5 separate regions of the Sus scrofa genome follow, and regions 2, 3, 4 and 5 are each linked to region 1. Evidence: chromatin contacts called from public Hi-C, HiChIP or PLAC-seq and promoter capture Hi-C data. All regions are on one chromosome and are shown on one strand. Each heading gives the region's core, a stretch centred on a gene start, on an enhancer-like site or on the middle of the called end of the contact. The rest is flanking DNA. Distances are from core to core; before and after follow the strand shown.

Region 1 (2,597 bases), core at 42-2,541:
CCCCCGTCGAGGGTGGCGCCCCCTCTTCCCCCGAGGGCTGCGGGAGACGCGGAGACGGAGGGGAGGTCGGAGGGCAGGAGCGGAGGAGTGGAGGAGCAGGAAGGGCTGGGGCTGGGAGTTGTGCGAGGAAGACAGACAGCGCGGAGCCGAGCCTCCCGCCCCAGCGGCCCGGCGCTGCTGCCGGCGGCCCCTAGAGGGCAGTGGCGCGCTGACCGGGAGCGCCCGCCAAGGCCAAGGCCAAGGCCGGAGCGCGGAGATGGGGAGGGGGCGGAAAGTCGGCGACCTCGGCCGTCCCCGACTTCCGGGGCGCGCCGGCGCACCCCCAGGCCACGCACGCACCCACTGTGTGGGCGGGGAAACTGAGGCCGGGCTCTGCCGGTCATCCGGCGCTCCCCGCCCCAGCCCCCACCGGCTCTGCCCGACCTGGTCCTCGGCCGCCGGTCCCGGCCCGGCCTCGCCGCCGAGCCCCGGCTCCGGCTCTGACGTCAGCTCCGTGCCCCAAATAACTTCCTCCCAGAGCCGCTTCCGCGACGACTGCACGTCCTGGACCCGGCCAGCCGCTCCCAGGGCAGGGACACCTGGGGACGGTCCTCCTGGCACGGCCTTCCCAGAAGCAGCTTCCGCCCCGCCCACGCTGGCCTTCGCGTTCCGGGAACCCCACCCCCACCCCTGCGACGGCGGCGGGCAGGGGGCAGGGAGAGGCCGGTCAGGGTCACCCAGGGCCAGGCCTGGGACTGCTGGAACCCAGGTCTGGAGGGAGAGCCGGGGGGCGGGGAGGGGCGCTGGGGTCAGCGGCGGAGCCCGCCAGACGCTCCCGCTTAGGCTCAGGTGACCTGGCCCTTAGCCATCCTCCTTCCGGCAAAGCGCAAGCCCCAGTCCCGGACTGTTTGCGGCGCATGGCAGGTGCTCAGTAAATAAAAATAAATGAACGGATGAATGAAACAGAGAGGGTCGCGTGGTGGACCGCAGTCAGCTCAGGTGGGCCTGTGGTCAGCTGGAGAGTGTGGTCAGTCACCGTGGAGGCGGAACCCTTGCCACAAGCACTTAAATGGGGCACATGCGGAGTTCCCGTCGTGGCGCAGTGGTTAACGAATCCGACTAGGAACCATGAGGTTGCCAGTTCAATCCCTGGCCTTGCGCAGTGGGTTAAGGATCCGGCGTTGCCGTGAGCTGTGGTGTAAGCTGCAGATGCGGCTCGCATCCTGAGTTGCTGTGGCTGTAGTGTAGACCAGGGGCTACAGCTCCGATTGGACCCCTAGCCTGGGAACCTCCATATGCCGCGGGTGCGGCCCTAGAAAAGGTAAAATAAACAAACAAACAAATAAATAAATAAATGGGACACACGCACCCTGGCCCGCAAACCCTAAGGTGTTTTAGCATGAGAGGCCTGTCCCCTTGGGGTTCAGGGCCAGGCCATGGAGGAGTCGGGGTTCTGGGGTGCCTCCTTCCTGCCCAGAGGAACTGGGCGGGCCTGGCTGACAGGTCCAGCGGCATAGCCGAGCTGACACTCATCTCCAGCATAAAACCCCACTTCATGGAGCCCTACACATAGAGCTAGTGGTCACGGAGCTCCTGCCACAGCAGTCCCCTGCCCGGCAGGCACTCCAGCCAGGCTGAGACCATGGGGCAGGTGCCAGCTTTGGCCCTGCTCCTGCTGCTGCTGCTGCGGACTGGTGAGTCTTAGACATTGCAGGCATCTGTAAGGGCCTCTCTGTCCTACCCAAGCGGCAGCTAAGCCCCCACTCCCCGGCCAGGCCTCGGGCTGCAGCACCAGTCTCCCTTCCTGCCTCAGTGGGAAGATTCCGGAGGTTCCACAGGTGGAGTGAACTGGGGATGGGGGTGTGGGTGCAGGCGGGAGGACCAGGAGGCAGTGACACAGGCCGGATCCCATCCCTCCCCTTGCCTCAGGCAAATTACAGCCAAGCTGCTTCTGCCCCCTCTGGTCCTGGCCTCTCAAGATGAAAACGTGGTGCTGTAGGATCTGACCTCAAGACCGCTGGGCGCCAGCCAATCTCTGGGTCACTGACATCTGGGCCTGGGAAGGGTGGCTGGGTTGCCACCTGAGCCTGGTGAAGGCTCAGTGGGGGGCAGGGAGGACACACGGGGGTCCAGGTTCCTGCTCCGGCACAGAGGGAGGGAATTGGAGGAGCAGGCCCTGCACCTCCGGCCCTTCCCCCGCTCTCTTGGGTGAAGGTTGGCAAGGGCCAACAGGGGAGGTCGGGGGGGGGGGAATGCACCTGCCAGGCCCCTCCCAGCTGGGCGGGCTGCTCTCTGCCAGGGAAACTCTCCCGCATTCCTGGGCCAGCCTGGCCAGCCCAGCTGCCACCTTACTTCCCTGTCCTCAAGTCACCTCCCAGGGCCGGGCCAGGTCACCCCAGGCTGCAGCTTGGCCAGGGCTCCAGGCTTCCCACCAGGGAAGGAGGGTGCAGGCTTCCCACCAGGGAAGGAGGGTGCAGCCTCCCTGGGCTCCACCGGGCCTTGCCAGGCCTTGCTGCCCAGCTCCCTCCTCCCTCCCGGCCTCCTGGCACAGGGTCCTGTCCCACCCCTCCGGTCCCTTCACGTGGGCAGAGGTGCCCCGTCCAGCAGGGGTCCTGGGC
Region 2 (2,597 bases), core at 46-2,545, 430 kb after region 1:
GGGCTGGGCAGCACAGGGCTCTGAGCAAGGGGCGCAGCGATGCTGAGTGGCACCCTTCCCCTCCTCCCAGGGCAGGGTGCCATCCGGCAGGACCCCAGACTCGGCCCCAGCTGATGGCCCTGGCCTGGCTCAAGACAACCAGGCCAGGTCAACAGACTTGGAGAGAGGGCCCCACCCCCCTCTTCCCAGCCTCCTCACTCTCACCGACTTCCCCACTGAAGCCAGCGGGCCTCCTCCACACACAACCAGAGGCTTCTTACTGGACTTAGACCTGATGGCCGCTCTCCTGTGCTGGATCTCCCAACAGCCTCCCTTGTCAGCACAGGACAATCCCCGTGAGGCCTCCCCGACTTCACCTCTCCCTCCTTGCTGGTGTCTGCCAAGCTTTCTCACTCTAGGCCTTTGCATCTCTTGCTCCCTTTGCTCAGCAAGCCCTTCCAGAAACTCCCCAGGCCAGACAGACTGCTCACTGCACCGCCCCCTCCCCAAGCCATTCAAGAGCCCCCCAGGACTCTCTCAACGCCAGGTTTCTTTCTTTCGCGGCACTTATCACAACCCCTCAGGACTGTCTCTGTGTATGGTCAGTCCCCCCCACTTTCTAGATCCCTGCTTCTCAAAGGGGGAATGCATGGAAATGTTTGGAGACATTTTTGGTTGTCGCATTGAGAAGGACAGGATACTGGTTTCTAGAAGGTGGCGATCAGGGACGCTGCTCAACATTCTACAAGGCACGGAAGGGAATGATGGCCACGAAGTGTCAAGAGTGGTGAGACTGAGAAACCCTGCGCTCAGAGAAACCCTAAGAGCCTAAGAGAACGAGGGTCACACTCTCCGTAGTCTCCCGGCGCCTATAACAGTGCTGGGCACCCGGCGGCGATCAGTAAAGGCAGGAAGAAGGAATGAATAAGGAGAGTATGGAGGAAGGGAGCGAGCGACGGACCAGCTGATGGACAGACAGGGAGATCCCGGCGGGCCTCAGCCCCGCCCCCCAAACGCGACCCCCCCCCCCTTCCCGGGCCCCCAACACGCCCTCTCCCCCGGCCCCACCGCGCGGCCCCAAGGCGCGAGCCCCAGACCCAGTACGCCGCGCAGACACTCACCCGCCCGTGGCCGCTCGAGAACGGCAGCACCACCCTCCCGCTTCATCGTGCCCCTCGGCCGCTGTCCGGGAAAGGGACTGGACGCTCGAGCCGGAAGCGCTCTGGCGCTGCGCCCGCCGGGATTCGTAGTTCCCTGGCTCCCGGGACCCGCGGCGGCAGCCTTACGGGAGGTTCTTAAGAAACTATGACTTCCGGCGGGCTCTGACGTCGCAGAGCCGGATTGGTGACTTCGGAATCACTCTATGTTGCAGATCGGAGTCTGATTGGTTTTGTACATCCGTCGTTCACAGTTGGGTTCAATGGCCTCTGCAAAAGGGTGGAGTTTCGGCTGTCAGGTCCAGGAGACCGCCCCCAAAAGAAATGCCAAGGCGCGATTGGTAGAGACCGGGGAGTAGAGAGCGGAGCGTATCAGCGGTGAGGAGGGCAAATACTTCCGCCCGGCTTGCCCAATCGCAGAGGTGAGGCAGTTTCTATAAAAGCTTGAGCCTCGCACCCTCGCATTCTTTCGGAATCAAGGAAGAGATCGGTGTGCTCATTCTTCCTACCTCTGTGCACCACGGTCCCGGGAGGACCTGGGCCCGAGGTGGGCCGCGGAGGTGGCCTAAACCCGCCGGCCGACCTAGCCCCCAGGTCCAGCCTCCGTCTGAGCTCCTCCGTGGCCCTCAGCATTCTATACGTTCCTGCCCCCACTTCCCAGTTCTGTCCCGAACCTCCAGCGGTACTTCTCCCTACAGGTAAGGCTGGGCTGGGCCTGCTTACTCCTTTCAGCTCTGAGCCTATGATGAATTGCTTTGACTTCTGACACCTCGTATGAAAGCTGCACGTGCAGTCTGATTATTTTTGCAAGACTGAGGCTTCAGGGTGAGCGCCCTTAAAAGACCTGGGGGTGAAAACAGGCCTTGGCAGAATTGGGTTTCGGTCTACATTTGGGCGCTGTCTGTCTTTCAGGAACATCGGTGACCTGGCAGAAGACTGCGAGGCAAATCATCCATGGGGGCCTGGTTAATAAGGTGGGAGTCCATGTCTGTCCAGAGTGCTCAGCAGTGAAGCAGAGGTGGTGAGTTGATGGGAACGCATGTGTTTCACTCTCACACCTGTTGGTGTTAGGAACGGAAACCAGACCCGGGTGAGTCAGAACAGGGCATTAATCATCGTCCAAAACAGGACGCCTGCTCCCAAGGAATAGGAGGATAGAGCTCCCTTGAGATCCTATACTTTGCTTTCGCCACTGAGGCACTCTGAGATCCAGAAACATCTGCCCTTCAGGCATATGCCATCTCACTGGCACATTTCCAGAATGAGGCTAAAACCCGGGACAACCAAAGGTGGAAAGGTGATACACCTCTATATGCCTCAGGACCTCAGGCCCTAATCACATACTGGAAGGAGGGATCCCCTCCTCCCAACTGCAGCCCCCTTGGAAAGGGCCATAACCGGTCACCTCTCCACCCCTACATTGGTCTGTGTTTCTGGACCGGAAAGCTGGATAGACCACTC
Region 3 (2,597 bases), core at 27-2,526, 380 kb after region 1:
CGTGGCTTGGACACCTGTGAGTATTCGTGGGTGGGCACCTAGGTCCAAGAGGGTGATGGGAGTCCCGCAGGAGGGGCCCGGGGCTCCGAGGAACTCGGGGGCTCGTGCAAGGCCGTGAGGGGCCCTGGGGGGACGTGAGCTCCACAAAGAACCGGGTCTGGAAAGGCCTGTCACGCCCGAAGCGCAGGCCACCCGGGCCTCCGGCAGCCGGTCTGAGCCGCCCCCACCCTGGCCGCGCCCGGGCCCGTCCGGCCCTGTTACCTTCCTCGCTAAAGGGCGCCGGGAGGCCGAGGAAGCCACTGGGCGCCAAAGCCGCCGCCGCCGCCGCTGCAACCCCGCGGTCGCCTGCTTCCCGCCCGGCTTCGGCCCGGGCTTCTGCCGTATGCGCGGCCGTCACCCGCACTGCCATCGCGCCCTCCATGTCGCAACGCGCCGCAGGAAGATGGCGGATTTACGACCGTGTCGTCATAACAACGGGCCGCGCCCAGGCCTGCAAGAGAAACAGACCTGAGGGCGATGGGGCGGGGCCCGGGTGCGTTTGATGGGCAGGCGGCGGGGCGGGGCCGGAGGGTGTGGCCTGGAACCACAGAGGTGGGGCTAGACCCTAGGTGAGAAGAGACGGGTCGGGCCTGCTGGGAGGGGTGTGGTTACGGTGGAGCGAACTGACAGGCGGAGGGGCGGAGCCAGTGGAAGGCCCTAGGGGCGTGGCTTGGCCCGGCAGGGGGCTGGGCCACCCTGACGATTGGAGCGCTGGGTTTGGGTTCCACGAGCTTCGAGAGCCTGAGAAGAGGGGCGAGGCGGACTGGCAGCGCCACCTGACCGGCCCTGAGCTGGTGGTGCAGCCACGGGTGCCCCGCCTGGATATGAGCTTGAGGGCCGCTGCCAGGACACCGCTCCAACTGAGACCGGTAGAGTGATGTTCGCCGCCCGTCCCCGACCCCTTCTCGGATGACAGAATCTCCCTTGAATGTTGACCCAGCGACCTCGAGACAACCCCCGAGTTGGGGATGGCTCACGGGTAGCTTCCCTAAGACTTTTATTCTCTTGTCTAATTAGTTGTGATAAGTACACATAGAATTTACTGTTAGTGACAGTACACAGTGTCGTGCAACTACCACCGAAATGTAGTTTGAGAAGTCATCATCATTTCAACAGAAAACCTGTACCCAGTCACTCCCCCGTCTCCCCTCCCCGCCAGCCCCTGGCAACTATTTTCTTTCTCCATGGCTTAGCCTTTTCTGGACATATCACATAAATGGAATGACACACATGGTCTTTCGCATCGGGTTTCTTTCACTTAGCATAATGGGGTTTTTTGGTTTTCGTTTGTGTGTTTAGGGCCGCACCTGAAGCATACGGAGGTTCCCAGGCCAGGGGTCGATTCCAAGCTGCAGCCCCTGGCCTACACCACAGCAACACCAGACCCAAGCCACATCTGTAACCCACTGATCAAGGCCGAGGATCGAACTTGTGTCCTCATGGATACTCGACAGATTCGTTTCGGCTGAGCCACGACGGGAATTCCCAATGGTCCCTTTTATTCTTTTTTTTTTTTTTCTTATCTTTTTTCATTTTTGGCTGCCTGGCAGGATGTGGAGTTCCCAGGACAGGGATCAGATCTGAGCCGCAGTCATGACCTAAGCCGCAGCTGCAGCAAATCCAGATCCTTAACCCACTGCGTTGGGCCAGGGATGGAAGCTGCTCCCAGTGCTCCCAAGGTATCACTGATCCCATTGTGCCACAGCAGGAACGCCTCCTTTTATTCTTTTTCAGGTAGTATTTAATTAGTCTTTGAAGCTAAGTGCTTTTATTTATTTTAATTTTTTTTCTTTTTATGGCCGCACCTGTGGCCAATGGAAGTTCCTGGGCTAGGGGTCGAATGCCTCAGCACAGCAACACTGGATCCAAGCTGCATCTGGGATCTACACCACACCTTTCAGCAATGCCAGATCCTTAACCCACTGATCAAGGCCAGGGATCAAACCTCCATCCTCATGGATACTAGTCAGGTTCTTAACCTGCTGAACCACAACCAGAACTCTCTCATCCCCATTTTAACGATGAAGAAACTGAGGCACAGAATTGACAGGACATTTGCTCAAGGGCAGACCAAAGATTCTAACTCAAGTCTGTCCAGAGTCATGGGCTAGAAACCCATAGGGCATGCTCTCCCAGCTCAGTTATTCTCTGTGGCTCAGCTGGATTCCAGAGACTCAGGGGAATCAGATGCCATTTTTACTCCAAGAAGGCCAGTCTCCAGGGGAGCCCAAGCACGATACAACGGCCCGGGCAGGGAGTGGGCAGCTCTGCCCTGAAAGGGCACCAAGCAGATATTTTTTCCATGTCAGGGCTGCCCAGCTGGGAAAGCGAGGACCCTTGGCCTGGCAGGAGCTGAGAAGGGTGAGGCACAGGTTACGTCGCCAGAGGTTAGGCGGGGGTAACAGTGGGGCTGCTTTCTACGGGGGGCTCATTCACCATTCCAGGGGTGTAAGCAGAGTGAGTGCTGGTCAGTGTTTCCGAAGGATCCCTCTGACTGCTGTGTCCGCAAGGAAGATCCAGGAGAGATGGGCTCTGAGAGGGACAAACCAGAAGAGGAC
Region 4 (2,597 bases), core at 59-2,558, 340 kb after region 1:
TGAGTCTACCTGTTCCACCTGTTCTGAGACAGGGGTGCACCTTCCTCCCCTCCTTCCAATAAGGAAGGAAGCAGGTACACAGCAGTCAACAAACCCTGCAAGCCCTGGCCCTCTCAGAGCCGGGTTTTACTCCAACAGCCTCCTGCCTGGTCCTGGGCCTCTAAACCTCACCCTCTTGCCGTTGCCAGGAGGCTCTGGCAATGCCTCCCCGCCTGCGCCGTCCACCAGCCCCGGGATGAAGCCTTGGCGCCTTATCTTGCACACCTTCCAAGTTCCCCCCAAATGCTAAACTCCACCTTCCTAGCCCCGGCTTCTGCCAGCAAGCCTCTGCGCCTTTGCACCTGCTCTTCTCTCGGCTGAGGGCACCCTTCCACTTGGGTCTCAGCTGCAGTGTCACCTCCGCAGAGGCGCCTTGACTTCTGCACCTAGTCTTCTCTTTTTATTTTATTTTATTTTATTTTTTGTCTTTTTGCCATTTCTTGGGTCTCTCTCGCTGCATATGTTGGTTCCCAGGCTAGAGGTAGCCGCCGGCCTACGCCAGAGCCACTGCAATGCAGGATCCGACCTGCGCCTGCGACCTACACCACAGCTCACGGCAACACCGGATCCTTAACCCACTGAGCAAGGTCAGGGATCGAACCCACAACCTCATGCTTCCTAGTCAGATTGGTTAACCACTGAGCCACAATGGGAACTCCTTCTTTTTTAAATTTTTAATGTATTTATTTATTGTCTTTTTAGGGCCGCATGTGCGGTATTTGGAGGTTCCCAGGTCAGGGAGCGAATCGGAGCTGCAGCTGCCAGCCTACGACACAGCCACAGCAACACCAGATCCCAGCCGCGTCTGCGACCTTACATCACAGCTCATAGGCAACGCCGGATCCTTAATCCACTAATTAAGGCCAGGGATCTAACCGGCGTCCTTATGGACTGTAGTCAGACTTGTTTCCCCTGAACCACGACGGGGACTCCTGCACCTCGTCTTCTACCCTGTCTTTTGCTGCCCGTCCTTTCTGACGGCACTACCCCGTCTTACCCACCCGGCCGAGTTCCGCTGGAGTAAAAGCTGCGTCTGCCTGGCCACTCCCTGAGAGGCTTCTAACCGCACGAACCCTCTGCCCGGCCGGTCCCCACGGCGGTCGGCTAGAGGCCGCGGCACCTGCGCACTCCTCCCCCAACCCCGCCGCCCGAAACTCCGGGTCTCAGGCCCAGCGCCCACGGACCGCACCAAGCCCGCGGCGAGCCTAGGACGCAGGCGCACGGAGAGGGGCAGGGCCGCCTTAACCCGCCCCGCGCCGGCCCGCGAGCTACCACGCAGCACGGCCCTCCCAGCCCCAGCAAGCTGCCAGTTTGCCCGCCCTATGCGCCGCGCAGCCAGCCCCTGGCGGCCCAAGACGCCCCTCCCGAGAGGGGAACCAAAGTACGCGCTCCAACGCGGGGTGCTACACACGACCTTGGCTCTTTAACATTCTCCTTGCTCGCGCTCATTGGCTGAGGCGCTCTACGTCATCGCTGCGCGCCGGACGACGGCGCCTTCCCGCTCCCTAATCCTGACGCCAGAGCGGCGCCGGCCTCGGCGGCTGAGGAAAGCGGGAGGAGGTCTCGGCGGCGGGAAGATGTAAGTTGCGGGAATCCGACCCCATCCGAGCTTCGGGGGCCGCTCGCCAAGGTCGGCGGGGTGCATCGTGAAGCCGGCCCTCTCCCCGGCCCCGCGGTGGCAACGGCGGCCTAGCGGCGCGGTGTAGTTCTTAAGAAGAAAGAGTGGCCAGAGGAGAGCTGAGTAGGAGGCGCCGAGGCCGCGGCCCGGAAGTGGTCGGGGCTGCGGCGGGCGGAAGGGCGCCCTCGCTTCGTCTTCTCTGCGGCGGGCCCAGGGAGGCCCGCGGAATTCGGAGCAGCCGGGAACTCGGCCTCCACCCTCAGGGTCCTCTCGCCGGGCAGGAGACCCAGGCCCGCAACGTCAGGCCCTGCCCTGGAAGCTCTCGCGGCCCGGCGCCTGGAGTGGGGAGTTGTGAGTCTACGCGGACAGGGGGCGGCGAGGTCGCGTTGGGCCCGGGGCCGGTGGGTGCAGAGTTGCTTTGTGGGGTGCCCTGGGTGACCGTCTGACCTTCCTTTTGAAGATCTTGCTTTAAACATGGAATCCACGAACATTTGTCGGACTCCTGTGTGCCGTTCTCGGTGCCCATCTTTGGGGATATGGCCCTTAATGCCTTGGAGCTCTGTTTCCCGGCTTGCCCCAGGAGGGAGGGTACGGGAAGGTTAAATATCAGTGGAGAAGAGATGTGGCTTTTTGCCTTTGTAATTTCGCATGAATATGCCTAAAACGTACTGTTCAGCGGGGAAGGGGCTCTGAAGATACGACCTGAAACGGTAGCTACTCGAGATTTAACTAGTTGTTCTCTCCTCTCTCTGGCTGTTGGACTGCGCAACTTTCCGGAGGATGGGGGAGGTAACCAGAGTCCTGTGCTGTTACCTGAACTTGTGTAAACAGAGAACGTCAACCATTGCTTTCTACCACCTAGGCCTCGCCCAGCGAAGCGTTTACGTACTCTGTGGTTCTTAACTTTCCAGAGTTTTAAGAATAACTTGCTAGATTTTTA
Region 5 (2,597 bases), core at 64-2,563, 290 kb after region 1:
TCTCATTCAATAAATACTTATGAAGTGCATCCTCTGGAATTCCCGGCGTGGCTCAGGGGCTAACGAATCTGACTAGGAACCATGAGGATGCAGGTTTGATCCCTGGCCTCGCTCAGTGGGTTAAGAATCCAGCCTTGCAGGGAGCTGCGGTGTAGGCTGCAGACCTGGCTCGGATCCTATGCTGATGTGGCTGTGGCTGTGGTGTAGACCAACGGCCACAGTTCTGATTCAATCCCTAGCCTGGAAACCTCCACATGCCGCAGGCGCGGCCCTAAAAAGCAAAGAAAGTGCCTCCTCTGTGCCAGCCATGCTACGACCCTAGGATGTAGCCACGATCTGGACAAGGTCCCTTTCCTCACAGACACCATCCACCTTCTGGTGAGAGAGACAGAAAAAAGCCAACCAACAAGGAAGTAACTGCCATGGGGCCCCGGCTGCGCCAGCATTAACCGCTACGGCGTCTCTGGGGACCGCGGTCCCCCCTTCCCCCCCGCCCCCCCAGCCTGGGTCCTGACTTTACCATTCCGTCTGTCCTCGGCCCCAGGCGCGCGGGGGGCGGCCCGGAGCCGGCTGGTCAGCAGGCGACGTCCAGGGCCCAGCGACCTGCGCCGGGAGCCGCCAGAGGCCGGGCGGAGGGCAGCGAACGACGGACGGGCAGCTGGACGTCGGGCCACAGGAGGGTCCTGGGACTCGACAGGCCGCTGGCAGCACTCACCGCCTGGGCGACGGCTGGCCCAGCGCCACCCACGCCGCCAGCCCCTCCGCCCCGGTGACCCCCGTCGGGCCTCGGGACTGTCCGGTCCAAGGCGACCCCAGCCCAGCCCCCGGACTCTCTCGGCCCGACCTGGGACGCTCCCGAGGTGACCCTGACCCTACCTCCCGACCCGCCTGCCTGCGGCCTCGGACCCCAGAGCTGCGCCCCGCGACCGCGGCCACGCCCAGAGGTGCTGGGCCTTCCTGCCCACCTCTCGGCTTTCTAGAACCTTCCTCGCCCTCCGTCCACCCCTCAGGGCCTCGAACACCTAGCGATGTCCGCGCCAGGCCTAAGGGCGCAAAGCGCCCTCCCTCCGTGAAGAGAAGGACCCTCGTGCCCGACGAAAGACACTGCAAGGGAGGGAAACGGAGGCCCACCAGGGAAATGGGAGGGTCCTGCCTGACCACTTCAGCCGCCCGCCTGGAGGCCACACCGTTCGCCTCACAGGCCAAGCCCTCGCCCCGCGTCGCGCGCCCCCTGCCGGCCGTACCCCTCCCAACCCCCCGCGGGCGCGGAGCACTGCGCAGGCGCAAGCAGGGGCGGAGCGGGGAGGGGTCCCAGGGCGGGCCGGGCACCCGCAGGGGAAGCCTGCAACGCATGCGCGAGCCGGCCGGCGCGCCCCCTGCAGGAGCCCGAGTGGACGCGTCCTCCAGCTGCCTCGGGTCGCCGGCGCCCCCTCCCCGCTGCGGCGGCCTAGCAGCTGTCAGCAGTGGTCGCCGCAGCCGCCGCGAGGCCAGAGCAGGGCCGGAAGCCGAGGGAGGGGACCCCGCGAGAGGGCAGCGCGCCGGCCATCGCCGCCCGGGTGCTGAGGGTCGGTGAGTGCCGCCAGGACCCGCTGCTCGCGCGCGCTGGCTCCCAGGGCTCTTGGCTCCCGGCTCCGGGGCCGCTTCCCCGCCCGGGCCACCCTCCCCACCGCGGGCCGCCCCGGTCCCTGTCCGGCCCCTACCGTGGCCCTGCCCTGCCCGCACCCCCCGGCGCCGCCCCAGCAGGTGCATCTCTGCGCAGTGCCAGGCCGCCCTGACTCAGGCTTCCCCTCGGCCCTGGTCTGTCTCTGGGCGTGTCCCCATCCTCTCAGGCAGCTCCTCCAAGCCGGCCCTTCTTGGAGAAACTTAATCTTCCTGGAGTTGCAATCACTGCGGCATCCTTTGTGCCATGCCCGAGCAGGGTGGGCAGACTCCTACCACGTCAAACCCCGCAGGCGTTCACCGGCCGACACTTTGAGCACTTGCCTGCCAAAGCCGTGCAGCATCCCAGGCTGGGGAGCCGAGGCAGGGCCGCCAAGGCTGCTGCTGGCTCATGTCTTGGTGCAGAGATTCCCAGTGTTGGTGGGAATGCTTCCCCATAATCGAGTCCGCCCTGCTCGAAAATCCTCCTTCTCGTGGCCTCAGGGTGGGGGGCCAGGGGTCCACTGTTAGTGGTGGGCGTTGCGTGTGGACAGAAGGAAGGGCAATGACTGATCTAGACAGAGGGGCCTCCCACAGCGCTGATGCCCACGGTCAGTCTGTTTGGTATGAAATTGTGTGTACACAGGAATTGTCTCTTTTCTGAAGTAGATTCTGAGCTTCATGAGGGCAGACACTGTCTGCTGCATGTGGGCTTAGGACAGATGCTTGGTGCCTATTTGTTGCATGAGTGAATGCCCCTTGTCACTTCCTTGGTCGCTGCCTAATTAAAACCATTACCTTATAGGGTTATTTCTGCTTGTTTGCCTCTTTGCCTCCTGAGCTGTGAGCTCCCCAGAGGCACAGATTGTCCCTTGCTGGGGCTTGCCTTGCTCGCGCGTCTCCATGACAGGCCCGCAAGGAAGCCTTGTGGACGGAGGGGCTGAGCCCCTGTGACAGTG

Evidence for each region. Promoter capture Hi-C pulls out the DNA fragments that hold promoters and counts their contacts. Hi-C and Micro-C count contacts between places; a contact is called where the count stands out from the background. HiChIP or PLAC-seq counts read pairs in DNA pulled down with a chosen protein or histone mark.
Region 2: a Hi-C map of liver shows a contact between it and region 1, with 4 times the contacts expected there. The contact joins the promoter of TRAF7 here to the promoter of PRSS27 in region 1. A contact is called at or near these places in 2 of 5 promoter capture datasets (fetal liver and liver), 1 of 47 Hi-C or Micro-C datasets (liver) and 1 of 2 datasets of contacts at active chromatin or transcription factors (alveolar macrophages).
Region 3: a contact with region 1 is called in an H3K27ac HiChIP or PLAC-seq map of alveolar macrophages. The contact joins the promoter of E4F1 here to the promoter of PRSS27 in region 1. A contact is called at or near these places in 1 of 5 promoter capture datasets (fetal liver) and 2 of 2 datasets of contacts at active chromatin or transcription factors (alveolar macrophages and skeletal muscle).
Region 4: an H3K27ac HiChIP or PLAC-seq map of alveolar macrophages shows a contact between it and region 1. The contact joins the promoter of RNPS1 here to the promoter of PRSS27 in region 1. A contact is called at or near these places in 2 of 5 promoter capture datasets (fetal liver and liver) and 1 of 2 datasets of contacts at active chromatin or transcription factors (alveolar macrophages).
Region 5: a contact with region 1 is called in a promoter capture Hi-C map of fetal liver, with 3 times the contacts expected there. The contact joins the promoter of ABCA3 here to the promoter of PRSS27 in region 1. A contact is called at or near these places in 2 of 5 promoter capture datasets (fetal liver and liver), 1 of 47 Hi-C or Micro-C datasets (embryonic fibroblasts) and 2 of 2 datasets of contacts at active chromatin or transcription factors (alveolar macrophages and skeletal muscle).

Annotation. Positions count from the first base shown.
Region 1 is chr3:39,393,723-39,396,319 of Sscrofa11.1, forward strand. It overlaps PRSS27 (serine protease 27), which reads left to right and starts at 1,292. Exons shown (of 7, transcript XM_021086750.1): 1 at 1,292-1,673. The coding sequence starts at 1,622.
Region 2 is chr3:39,827,155-39,829,751 of Sscrofa11.1, forward strand. TRAF7 (E3 ubiquitin-protein ligase TRAF7) reads right to left here and starts at 1,296. Exons shown (of 21, transcript XM_003124733.4): 1 at 1,101-1,296.
Region 3 is chr3:39,771,748-39,774,344 of Sscrofa11.1, forward strand. It overlaps E4F1 (transcription factor E4F1), which reads right to left and starts at 1,277. Exons shown (of 21, transcript XM_021086766.1): 1 at 262-1,277. The coding sequence starts at 421.
Region 4 is chr3:39,737,750-39,740,346 of Sscrofa11.1, forward strand. It overlaps RNPS1 (RNA-binding protein with serine-rich domain 1), which reads left to right and starts at 1,309. Exons shown (of 8, transcript XM_003481099.4): 1 at 1,309-2,008. It overlaps LOC110259946 (a long non-coding RNA gene), which reads right to left and starts at 531. Exons shown (of 2, transcript XR_002342443.1): 1 at 1-531.
Region 5 is chr3:39,687,820-39,690,416 of Sscrofa11.1, forward strand. It overlaps ABCA3 (ATP-binding cassette sub-family A member 3), which reads left to right and starts at 1,314. Exons shown (of 35, transcript XM_005655176.3): 1 at 1,314-1,569.